Linked DNA regions of Mus musculus: all the other regions are linked to region 3. A link is a contact called in public HiChIP or PLAC-seq data. All regions are on one chromosome and are shown on one strand. The core of a region is the stretch at or near the end of the contact, and the rest is flanking DNA. Distances in the headings are between cores, read along the strand shown. Region 1 overlaps Dph6 (diphthamine biosynthesis 6). Region 2 has its middle 27 kb from the start of 2810405F15Rik. Region 3 holds the start of BC052040 (cDNA sequence BC052040).

The links. HiChIP or PLAC-seq counts read pairs in DNA pulled down with a chosen protein or histone mark.
Region 1: an H3K4me3 HiChIP or PLAC-seq map of pro-B cells shows a contact between it and region 3, with 6 times the contacts expected there. The contact joins the enhancer-like site here to the promoter of BC052040 in region 3. A contact is called at or near these places in 2 of 39 promoter capture datasets (cranial neural crest and hippocampal neurons), 3 of 115 datasets of contacts at active chromatin or transcription factors (acute myeloid leukemia, large pre-B cells and pro-B cells) and 1 of 9 other capture datasets (macrophages).
Region 2: a contact with region 3 is called in an H3K4me3 HiChIP or PLAC-seq map of craniofacial prominence, with 3 times the contacts expected there. The contact joins the enhancer-like site here to the promoter of BC052040 in region 3. A contact is called at or near these places in 5 of 39 promoter capture datasets (the 3T3-L1 cell line, 3T3-L1-derived adipocytes, hippocampal neurons and 2 more), 2 of 484 Hi-C or Micro-C datasets (adipose-derived mesenchymal stem cells and nephron progenitors), 9 of 115 datasets of contacts at active chromatin or transcription factors (acute myeloid leukemia, bone marrow-derived macrophages, craniofacial prominence and 3 more) and 2 of 9 other capture datasets (adipose tissue and liver).

Annotation. Positions count from the first base shown.
Region 1 is chr2:114,600,039-114,603,520 of GRCm38.p6, forward strand. All of the region lies in intron 3 of Dph6 (diphthamine biosynthesis 6), which reads right to left. Among named protein-coding and RNA genes, the nearest start is that of Dph6, 53 kb to the right of the region's middle. Within about 2 kb of position 1,268, at least 12 of the 459 cell types and tissues checked have an H3K27ac peak or open chromatin away from gene starts, as enhancers often do. A contact at or near this core is called in pro-B cells, where this site is marked.
Region 2 is chr2:116,101,610-116,104,893 of GRCm38.p6, forward strand. No RefSeq gene overlaps it. Among named protein-coding and RNA genes, the nearest start is that of 2810405F15Rik, 27 kb to the left of the region's middle. Within about 2 kb of position 1,997, at least 12 of the 459 cell types and tissues checked have an H3K27ac peak or open chromatin away from gene starts, as enhancers often do. A contact at or near this core is called in craniofacial prominence and stem cell-derived epiblast-like cells, where this site is marked.
Region 3 is chr2:115,579,763-115,583,434 of GRCm38.p6, forward strand. It overlaps BC052040 (cDNA sequence BC052040), which reads left to right and starts at 1,954. Exons shown (of 11, transcript NM_207264.4): 1 at 1,954-2,223. The coding sequence starts at 2,123.

The DNA of each region.
Region 1 (3,482 bases), core at 18-2,517, 980 kb before region 3:
CTGCTTAGAGAGCAAGTGTGATTGATGACTGTGTGCTCGGTAGGTGTGCTCAGCGTTCTGGCTGCCAGGTCTTTTGGAACTGTAATCCAGAGTAGACTGCTTTTCCCAAAGTTGCTATTTTTGAGGATTTATTTAATTAAAGAAACAGGAAATTAACCAATATTGGCATAAACCTAAAGCAAATGCTTCAGTATGTTAAGTTTTAGCTGATGCTTCAGGTCGTTCTGGCACAGTTTTTATCAAAAACTGGTATACAGTCTGACACTAAACAATAAAGAGAGACAAATTAAAAAAATAAGATAACCAAAGGCACAAACTGATACAACTCAAAGTGTAGGTCACTAGTTCCATTCACTCTAAAACTGCTCTGCTAAAAGTAAGCAATTTAAACAATGTCTAGCATCCTAACATTACAAGAGTTCAGAAACAATAGCTAACACATGGGTATTATACTTTCATCTGTCAGATAATGTCTGTTACTATAAAGTGAGCACTTCATGATCACTAAGAGCATCTTCAGTATGTTAATGACTGGTTCCTCCCCCTCTGGAGGACAGTGTCCTGTGCCAGTACCAAGATAAAACATCAACACTCTTAATATTCCTTAAATTTTTTCCCTAGCCATCTCTGAGGAGGTAGGGGCTTTCACGTTCTAAAATAGACAGAGCTTAAAAATGCTCAACAATAGCGACAAGACCCCTGCATTGTGGGTCATTTGTTTTTTCAACAGAAAGTGTACTCTAGTCCTGGTTTCTATTCACCCGTCTCTTCATCCTTGTCTCTCTACTCTGTTATAAAAGTCAGTTCACCTCTTGGGAAGAAATACTAAGTTCACTTATTCCTTCATTATCATAAGGAACCCTTTGAACTAGCTATGAACACATCCCTGAAGCATGAGGTAAGGCTATCTGAGATTTTTCTCTCCCTCCCTTTCCCACATCCCATATCTCTCTGCCTCCCAAAAAGCACCACTAGGAATGGCAGCCAGCAGAAAACACCTGTTTCTTCCTTTAGGGGACAAATGATTCTAAAATGGGAATAGATACAAGGGCAAAAATTGCTTTATAATTCCAAACAATGTATATTTCTCACATGTTTAACTATTTTTAATAATTCTACCAAGTCTATTGGCTAATGGCCGGTTATGGTTACAAATAGCCATAAGTCAGCTTTCAAACAGGTAAGGATTATTCTATCTCATACATTTAGCCATTTCAGCCCATGATGAGGAGGCCCCATTGTGTATCTCCTGTGGTGAGGCAGCAAGCTGACTGGTGTGTGGTGTGTGCAGTCGGGTAGAACCCATTCAACTTCCTGTACCCACAAGAGGTAAAGCAAAAGGAAAGAGAGATCGACTTCCCACAATCCTCTTTAAGAACATGGCCCCAAGAAACTTGGACCTCACTCTAAGCTGCACTCTTTCAATGTGGATTTCAGCAGAGGAGCTACACTCAGCCACACCACTAAGGCTCACACTACATTTTAACACAGATTCCTGCAGCCCAGGCTACCTTGCCACATTTTCATTTAGTCTGTTTAATCTTCTACTACATAGATGTTCTCAAAGCAAAATAGGTAATTTTGTATCTTAAATGTGTTTATATACTGACTCTAGTACTTAATTTGGTTTGCAACAAAATTATTTCAATGGGATAGCCATTTCCTATTATTTCTTTTTATCACAGGAAGTTCTAAAAGTTGCAATTTTTTGAGAAAGGCAGCCAATAGTGTTCTATTGCTCTACTTTTGTCTTTCTGTTCAGGTGTGGAGTACAACACAACACATGACTTACATTTCTGTGCAGTCCTGTGGCCTTATCAATCTCACTTGAAATGCTTGGAGTAGAAGCCAGTCTTGGGGCAAGGATCTCAGCACTTAAACAAAAAGTGGACCGATCCTCCCTGCTTTCTCCACAACAAGTTCTGGTTGAGAAACTATTTGGTTTCAAATAGATATGACTCCGATGTTTGTCATTTCTACCCAAATGTGGTACACTTTCACCAAATGCTTAAACAAGCTCTTTCTTTTCTATATTTCCAGGATAATGAATATACAAGATGCTACCACATAATAAGAATCAGAATCACTCTCTATGATGCTGAAAGAACTTTTCCTAGGATGCTGACAGACTCTCTCCTGATCAGGAACTGGTTTTGTTTGTCTGTTTTATCAGCCATGAGTCTTATCCTTTCCCTGCGCACATACAATCAATGAATGGATTACTGATAGCTAACTGTTCTTACATTGTCAATGTTCTCAGGAGACTAACAAGGAGTTCATCGTAACCCAAGTCAATTTAGTTTGACATTCCCTCATTTTCTTGAGAACTGCATTTGTAGCAATGAGGAAAAAGAGGAGGTTAAGTTTGCTGTTAGAAGTGCCTCTGTATTATCTCAGGAAGTTTTCTGCTATTTAAATAACAACTCAATTGATCAATGTACAAGCTATTTTGTTTCCTGGGATTATCTATTTATTTAATAATAACTAGATTGCCAAAAAAGCACCATGTCTATTCAAATATGCTATATCATATACAGATTTTTTCCTATTAGAAATAAGCTGCAAACCAAGTTCTAATATAAACTTGTTCTGTAAAACCTAATGTTTAAAGTATTAAGTGAGACACAATTTGGTTTGATGAATCCTTGCGTGACTTTCTTGTTTCAGGAGTGTCCTTTCTTCCTTCCCCGTTCCCTTATGATGTGCTCCTATATGTAACTTACTTCTTCTAATACTGCAGCGACAACTGGAAATAGTCATATGTCAAAATATTTAATAATTTAATATGTTATATTTAATATTTTATAATTTAATATTTATAACATTTTCAGCTGAAGAAAATGTCTCTTAATACTATATTCCTTGTCTTTGCAGCAAAGCAAACCACCAGAGGTCCTGAAGCACTCTGTTTATTATACACATGCTTAGTCTCAGACATTTAGTTCTGTCCCCAAAATTGCTAACATGGGATCAACTGATGATATATGTAAATTTTCCTAGAAATCTTCCATTATATACAACCTCACACAAAATTTTGGTATTGCAACCTTCAACATTCTATTTAAAACTAAAGCTTTAGAAGTTATTAAGTTCCTTTGCAGACTGGAGAGTTAAGTTCAGATTTTGATATGGTTTGTTTGTTTGTTTGTTTTGTTTTATAAATAGAGGAAATGCATTTATGAATAAATTTTGATTGTAGTTTTGTTTCTACATTAATAAACTTCAAAACTATAAGTTGTTATACTAGATAATGATCATCTTTATGAAAAGAATAGGAAGCCATTCTGATTTTAATTTCATTCATATGTTTTTACATGCGACTATACTTTAATAAGCATTTAACCAGAGTAAAAGGGACTACTCAGTTTATCACATCTGCCCTCAACCCTGACCTCCATGTGTAATCCAAGATCAGATGCCGTGTTCTCCAATGCACATCACCTTTAATCATCTAGCTGGAAGGTGTTTATAATATGATGCAA
Region 2 (3,284 bases), core at 747-3,246, 520 kb after region 3:
TCCATATGCTAGTATTAATTTGGATTTTTTTGAAAATTATGTAGACTTGAACACTAGTAGCACTTCCAAATTTCTTGTCACACTCATCACACATGGCTTCTGCTGATCAGTCTATCAAGGGTCTCATTCACAATCCTACAATTGCTTTCTTAAGTACCCCACTATCCTGGTTTGGGGTTCAAGATTAGAATTTTTTTCAGTAACTTTGAAGATGTGTTGTGTTTACTTTTTAAAATTGTGTACCTGTGTGTGTACGTATCGGTGTGGGCAGGTATCCGAGGCAAGCAGAAGAGGTCACAGGAGGCTCTGAAGCTGGGGTTACAGGTTGCTATGATCTATCTGATGTAGGGGCTGGGAGTTCTACTCCTCTGGAAGAGTAATGTGTGCTATTAATTGCTAAGCCATCTCTCTAGCCCCTTCTTAATAACTTCAAGCCAAATTTTAAAAATAATATTAATAGCATGCATGAATTTAGGAGAGTCTAGATGTAGTACAGAATCGAGTTTTATCTACAAGCCACTGCTAGCCTTGGTTGGTGAAGTGTCACACAGACATTTGTCCATGCTAAATGAATGTCCACATTCTGAGTTACAGAAAATCATCTCCAGGTTGACGTTCTGAAAGGAAAAAAAAAAAAAGCTTATGGTGACTTGGCTACTGAGTAGCCTCAGAACTGTCCTGCTGGATTTGGGTGGTGACTGGTCGGAACACCCTTTGGAAGTTAGAAGAGAGGTACAGGAGGGCCTGGGACAGCGGATGCCACTGGGAGCCACTGCTTTCATTCTCATTTCCCAGAGGGTCTTCATCGAGGACCGTAGGTCATTCCCTCCCCTCACTTCTGGAGAATGCTCATCTCCAGATCTTTGAGAGAAGATCAGTAAATCACAGAATCTTTCCTTTAATAATACACTTTGAAGTTTACTAATCAGTTATTGGGATCCTGACTTTAATTTTGGGATCAAATGAGCTTTACAGATTAAAAGCAAAATCCTTCAGAAAAGAAATGTGATACCCATCCTTAGAAATGCTCTCTGGAGCCAGGGATGCTAGCCTTACTGCAATCCCAGCACTTGGGAGGATGAGGCAGGAGGGCTGATGTGAGTTCAGGGACAGCCTGGCTCCAGAGTGAGATGCTGTCTAAAGACAGCAGGCAGGAGGGGGAGGCAGGAAGGAGGATGACGACGAGGACAACGAGGAGTACGGAGTACGTCTCAGAATCCCAAACTTGCATTCTATATAAAACCACCATCTATCTGAAGCTCTAGAATGTGCAGGGCACCATGTAGAATCTGATAGACATCTTCAGGTGACAGGATTCTCACTTTTCATGAACTTCTGATAGATCTGTAAACTGAATTGTAAAAATGATACACATGATCTTTTAATCAAACAAATTTCTTGAGTGTTTAATTTTTAAAAACGTCTTATTACATTTCCCTTAACAAATGTTCAGTATTCAAAACTCCCAGTGTTCAAAATTGTGGTGATGCAGTGCTTGAGTTGGTATGGGACATGGTGAATGAACGCCCAGCTTAATTTATTTTGTCGCTACTGTTACTACAGTATCCCACAAATTTTACTCTGCAATCATCTGAAATGTAGTAAAACAATTTAAGGAAAGAATTGCAATACATATAGCAACCATGATATTAAAATCATAAAGATAAAAGAAGCCGGTCTGTGGAAGGAAGCAACTGACCACTTCTCACTATAGTTTCTGTTCTAAACTGTTAAATAGAATAGAACAGGGAAACGAAAAGTATTTAAATAAACAAACCACCACTACCCCCCCCCCCCCAACATCAACAAGGAAAAGAAAGGAAGGAAGGAAGGAGGGAGGGTAGAAGGGAGGGAGAGAGGGAGAGAGAGAAGGGGAGGGGAGGGGAGGGGAGGGGAGGGGAGGGGAGGGGAGGAGGACAAAGAAAGGCCAAAGCCAGAAGCCCAGCTCTGGGGAATTTGCAGCCCTGCTGGCTTCAGGCCTGAGTGGCCACTAACAGGCCTGCTGGTGCCTGCTTTACATAGGAGGAGTCTGCAGCCTGAGGCTCTGTGCACATAGCATAGCTCTGTTTAGGGTTCAAATCAAAATAAAGGACCTCAGCCTTGTGATACTAAGCGGTTGGCTTCAACTCCACGACACTTTTTGTGACATTCTTTCCTTTCATAAAAGCAGCAGATAATATTTACTTGAAGATAATGTCGAGAACAAGCTGGGGCGTGGGGGTGTGGGATCAGATCTCTTCTCTCAAAGTTGGGCGATGTAAGTCCTGGTTGAGCCCTGTAATCCTGGCTTTTCTTTTGGTTACTCCCTTTGCTTAGAATGGTTGAAAACAAAACTCTGGGCTTTTTCCTGAAGTGGGTTTCTAACTCTGACTGAATTAAAAGCAAGCCAGGTGTCCTGCTCCACGAAATCCAGGAGCCTAAAGGTGATGCCTCCTCTATTACCCCGACCCCTGTCATCTCTTTGTTTTAGCCCAGGATACCGAGGAATGCTAGAGAGCTGCCCGGTTAACATGTCAAGAAATCTCTAGCTCAGATAAGAATCTCGTAGGGTCTGCTCTGTGCAAAAATATTTAAAACCCAAAGCAACCATTTAAATGTTGTTTATTTTGATGGGCCAGGCAGATTTCTTTGTTTTGTAAAATGTTGCATGCCCAGGTTTTCCCTTCGTGGGGGCAGTTTTTGTTCCAGTATCCTATCATTATTTGCTCCCAAAATTTTATCTCTTTTGTTTAAACCATCTAAAAATAAAAGTGGTTGTTGATCTAATTTTCTCATGAGCTTAATTTGTCAATTATCAAATCACATTGGTCAATACAACGACTGAATCAAATGTGACCCTGACGGTCTCACTTTTAAAAGCTTCTGTAGCCTGTTTTGTTATTTCAATGCACAGTATTTACAAGCAAAAGCCTTGAGCTGATCAATAAGAAACAAAAATGCACTGTCCCCTGTCATTTCAAAGTCATCCATTACAACAACTCAAATATAAAACTCAACTGCTCTGGAATACAAATAGAACTGCATAATGAGGCGTATGTCTAGAAACGAAAAGAGCACTTTTGAAAGTATTTTAGGAAGTATTAATCTAATTCCAGCTATTAATTTTTGATTTTCATTCTTGAACGTGTGGATGCTATAAAAATGATATTAAAATGTATAATGCTCTCCTACCCTCCCTCCCCCCCTCCCCCTCATCTCCTTCCTTCCTCCTTTCCTTCCTCCTCTCCCCTCCTTCCTTCCTACTCTCTCTCCCTTTTATTCTGGTGCAGAATAAAGAGTAGAGC
Region 3 (3,672 bases), core at 704-3,203:
GGCTCCGCTGCCATAAATAACGGTTATGCGCTAATGTCACACAACCAGATCTAGATGTAAAGCATATGGGAAGGAAACTTTCTGAGGTAAAGATCTAGAAACTCGCAGCGCTTGCTCAATTCAGGGACCGCTGTTGGTCCTGAACTTTGGAAACTGTCAAGAAAATATAGTGAAAACTAGAGGGGGAAAAAGAGCCCCTTGTATGTGATTTTTTTTTTTTTAATTAGAGTATTTACTTTAAAAAAAAAAAAACAGAAAAATGGACCCTTTGGGTTTAGGAGAGTGACTAGGAGATGAAGTGATTACGCATTGTTGAGAGGCAGCAACACAGCGTACCAATTTTCACTTAAATCCCACTCTGGCTATTGACTTGTTCTCATGACCTCCGGGAAGTTCCTTGACCTTTTATGCCTTTGTTCACTCTGAACAAAGGAAGGACGGAGCAATAATGGGGATAGAACCTGCGCCAGGGGAAGTTACTGGGATTAAGGGAGTCCTTACAAGAATACCAACAAAACACTATCTAGTAAACATCCTACCTAGTTTACTTAAGGAACTTAGTCTTTATAACCTAAGTTACGTAAATAATGTCTGTTGAATGCTATGCTAAATAAATGTCTCTTGTACTATCTTATTGTTTTTATTGACAGATGGTCATTGGACATAGTGCTGATTTCACAAATATAAATTCTTTCATTTTTATGTCCACACACTCCCCCAGTCTTATTGCTTTCTCAGTATTTCTCTGCGTTCTTTCTTGTACATATGTGTATGTATGTAAATGTGTGTGTACTTGTGATCTATGTAAAACTGAAGAGCCACAAGGGAGAGGAAGCAAAAGATATTGGTTTGAGTCCTTTTTCCAGATGTAGTCATTATTTTAATCTTTAAAACTGTGTTTCTAAACCACATTTTGTTTATTCTTTCATCTGTTGACTGACAACTACGGTGACTCCATAACTTGGCTCTATACTACCTTATTTAGTCTTAAAACCTGCCTCATGAATTACAAATTTTTATAGGTAAAGTAATTGAGGCTTTGATGAACTAAAGAATTTACCAATGGGGTCTTATCTAGGCCAACCTTCCAACTTACACTTTACACCAAATGAAAGCAGTAAACCGTTTAAACGTGCTAAAACCTAAGCAGATTTTCTTCCTTTTGCTCAAAATGGGAGAGAACACATATCATACGCCCACCTTAGAAACAAAGGTTTCAAAAAACCAAACCAAACCAAACCAAATATATAGATGCTCTAATATATTAACTCAGAAGTTCGTATTTCTACACATTATTGGGCACTCACTATTGTGGGGGCCAGGAATTTACTTCTTTATGTATGCGAGAGTGGAATTGACATTCTACTGCCAGTTGTTTTAAGATGCAGAATTTAAGTTCTCAACAAAACCAGCATTGCTTTCCACCAGAGAATTTAATGCAGAATTTAAGTTCTCAACAAAACCAGCATTGCCTTCCACGGGAGAGGCTGAAGAACTTTCCCAGCACAGGCGAAACCGCTGGTTTGCAGAGATCCTGTTCGCTGCTTAGCTTCCGCTCACCTTGCTCCTTTGCAGGCCATCTGCTCAGAGCGGCAGAACTGGGCGTGTCGGAAAAAAACACATTCAAATCCCGCGCTCCACCAGAGCACTTCCGGGTTTCCAACTCCAGGCTGGAAAAGCATCCCTGTGACCCGAAACGGGCCGTCTGTGTTTCTCGCAGCTGGCAGAGTGTCTTCAATGAGCGTCTGGGTTCCGATCTCAGGGAGGTGTTGCTGGGGACACCTGCCCCTAAAGACGCAAAAAGAATTCGGTACGCAGCCGCCACTTCCTGGTTGCTTTGCCCTTACCCAAGATGGCGGCTAGTTGCCTTCGGCCCGGCTTACTGCGGCTGCTCAGTACACTCTGCTGGCGCAAATAGTTCTACAGCCCGCCTCTCCCGCGGAGGTGAAGCCTGGGACGCTGCGTGTCTCCGCCCCGCGGTGCAGCTAGGGGGGTGTGCTTTGGGGGCATAAGGGATAGCTAAATAAGTGGAGGGCCCAGGGTCGTACCGCGCTCTGCCCTTCCCTAGGTTCTAGGCACCAAGCCCGCACGAGCCCAAGGGTGATTTTTCCTTGGGCCCAATATGATACTAACCAAAGCCCAGTACGAGGAGATAGCCCAGTGCCTAGTGTCTGTACCGCCCACTAGGCAGAGCCTGAGGAAGCTGAAGCAGAGGTTCCCCAGGTAAGTCCCCATCTCCAATTCTCACAGCATTTTACCTGCACCCCAGTTCCCGCCACCCTGGCAGTCATAGAAGCCACGTGTCACACACAAATGGGAGGAACAGAGTTAGGTCGAAGATCATGAGAATGCTCTCTTCCCTCCACCTGCCTACCATACAAAACATTTAATGGCTGAGGCTCCTGAAGTCACTCCAGGCCTTGGGAGTTGAATCCAACTCAGCAGATCTTTACTTGATACATATTGCGGGTATGAGAGTGTACACATATTAAGTAGGTGCTTCATAGATGACCAGTGGTTAATCCACAGATACTAGCAGTAAATAATTGGTAATGGGATCTTTGCAACGTAAAAAAACGTGAATTGGCGGTTCATCGCACTGGGGTGCTGCCAACTTGACACAGACACCTAGAGATGGTAGATCTAGAGTGAACAGGACCCTTTCGGATTGCCACTGGTAGCAAGAGGGCCCAGGCCCAAAGGGGGCCTTGTCTTGTTGGCTGTGCAATGAAAAGATTCTTTATAGAGTTGAGAACATTAGGGGGTCACACTCTTGAGTCTGGTCATTTGGATCTCAAGGTCTGAAGGTTTCTCATTGTGTGCATACGTATTCCCCATGGGTTTCATACTTTTCACTTTGTTGTGGGATTTTAGGATTTTCCCACCTGCTAGGAAAGGTTTCTTAGAGATTATATAACATAGATTTTTTTCCATTTATAAGATGTAAAAACTGAGACCCACTCATTACTTGAATACCTGTTCAAAACAACTAGGTCATCATAATTAATATGTTAAATAATACAGAACATTTTGTATATTTTTTTATTCAAAACATATTATGACATTGAGCATAGTTACTCCTAATGGAGAGCTTTCCTATCAATAACACATAGCCTTTGACCATGCATCACCAGAGAGATTTCATTGAGAAAGACAAGTTATTGGATAGTAGGTATCAATACAAATTGAAGCATATCTTTCATGACCTCATATTTGGTAGACTAATTTTCCTAGACTCTAAAGAGAAAGGCTCTCCTTCCAATATTGTCCATACTTAAGGACTTTGTAGCTAGGGGATTTATCATAGTTCCTGTTCAAGAGCAGAGTTGACAAGTTGGAATTTAATTATTATCACTAGTTTTTTTTGCATCCTTTCTAAAATGAGTGGTGACTGACCATCCAGGGGGAAAAGGTATAAGATGTAGGTATATTATCACATGTATGTTATATAGTATATGGAATGTTTTATATGTGTATACATTGCTAGGGAGTTTTGGAGCTTTTTTGATACATTGCTATCATTATGGACACATATTACTATTTTCAAAAGAACATATGTATGTATTTGGATCCATATGTGTCAAGGTATGTGTGGAGGTCAGAAGAAAATTTGGAGTTGTTTCTTTCCTTCCATCAAATGGGTCTGGCAGTGGAACTCATGTAGTTAGGCTT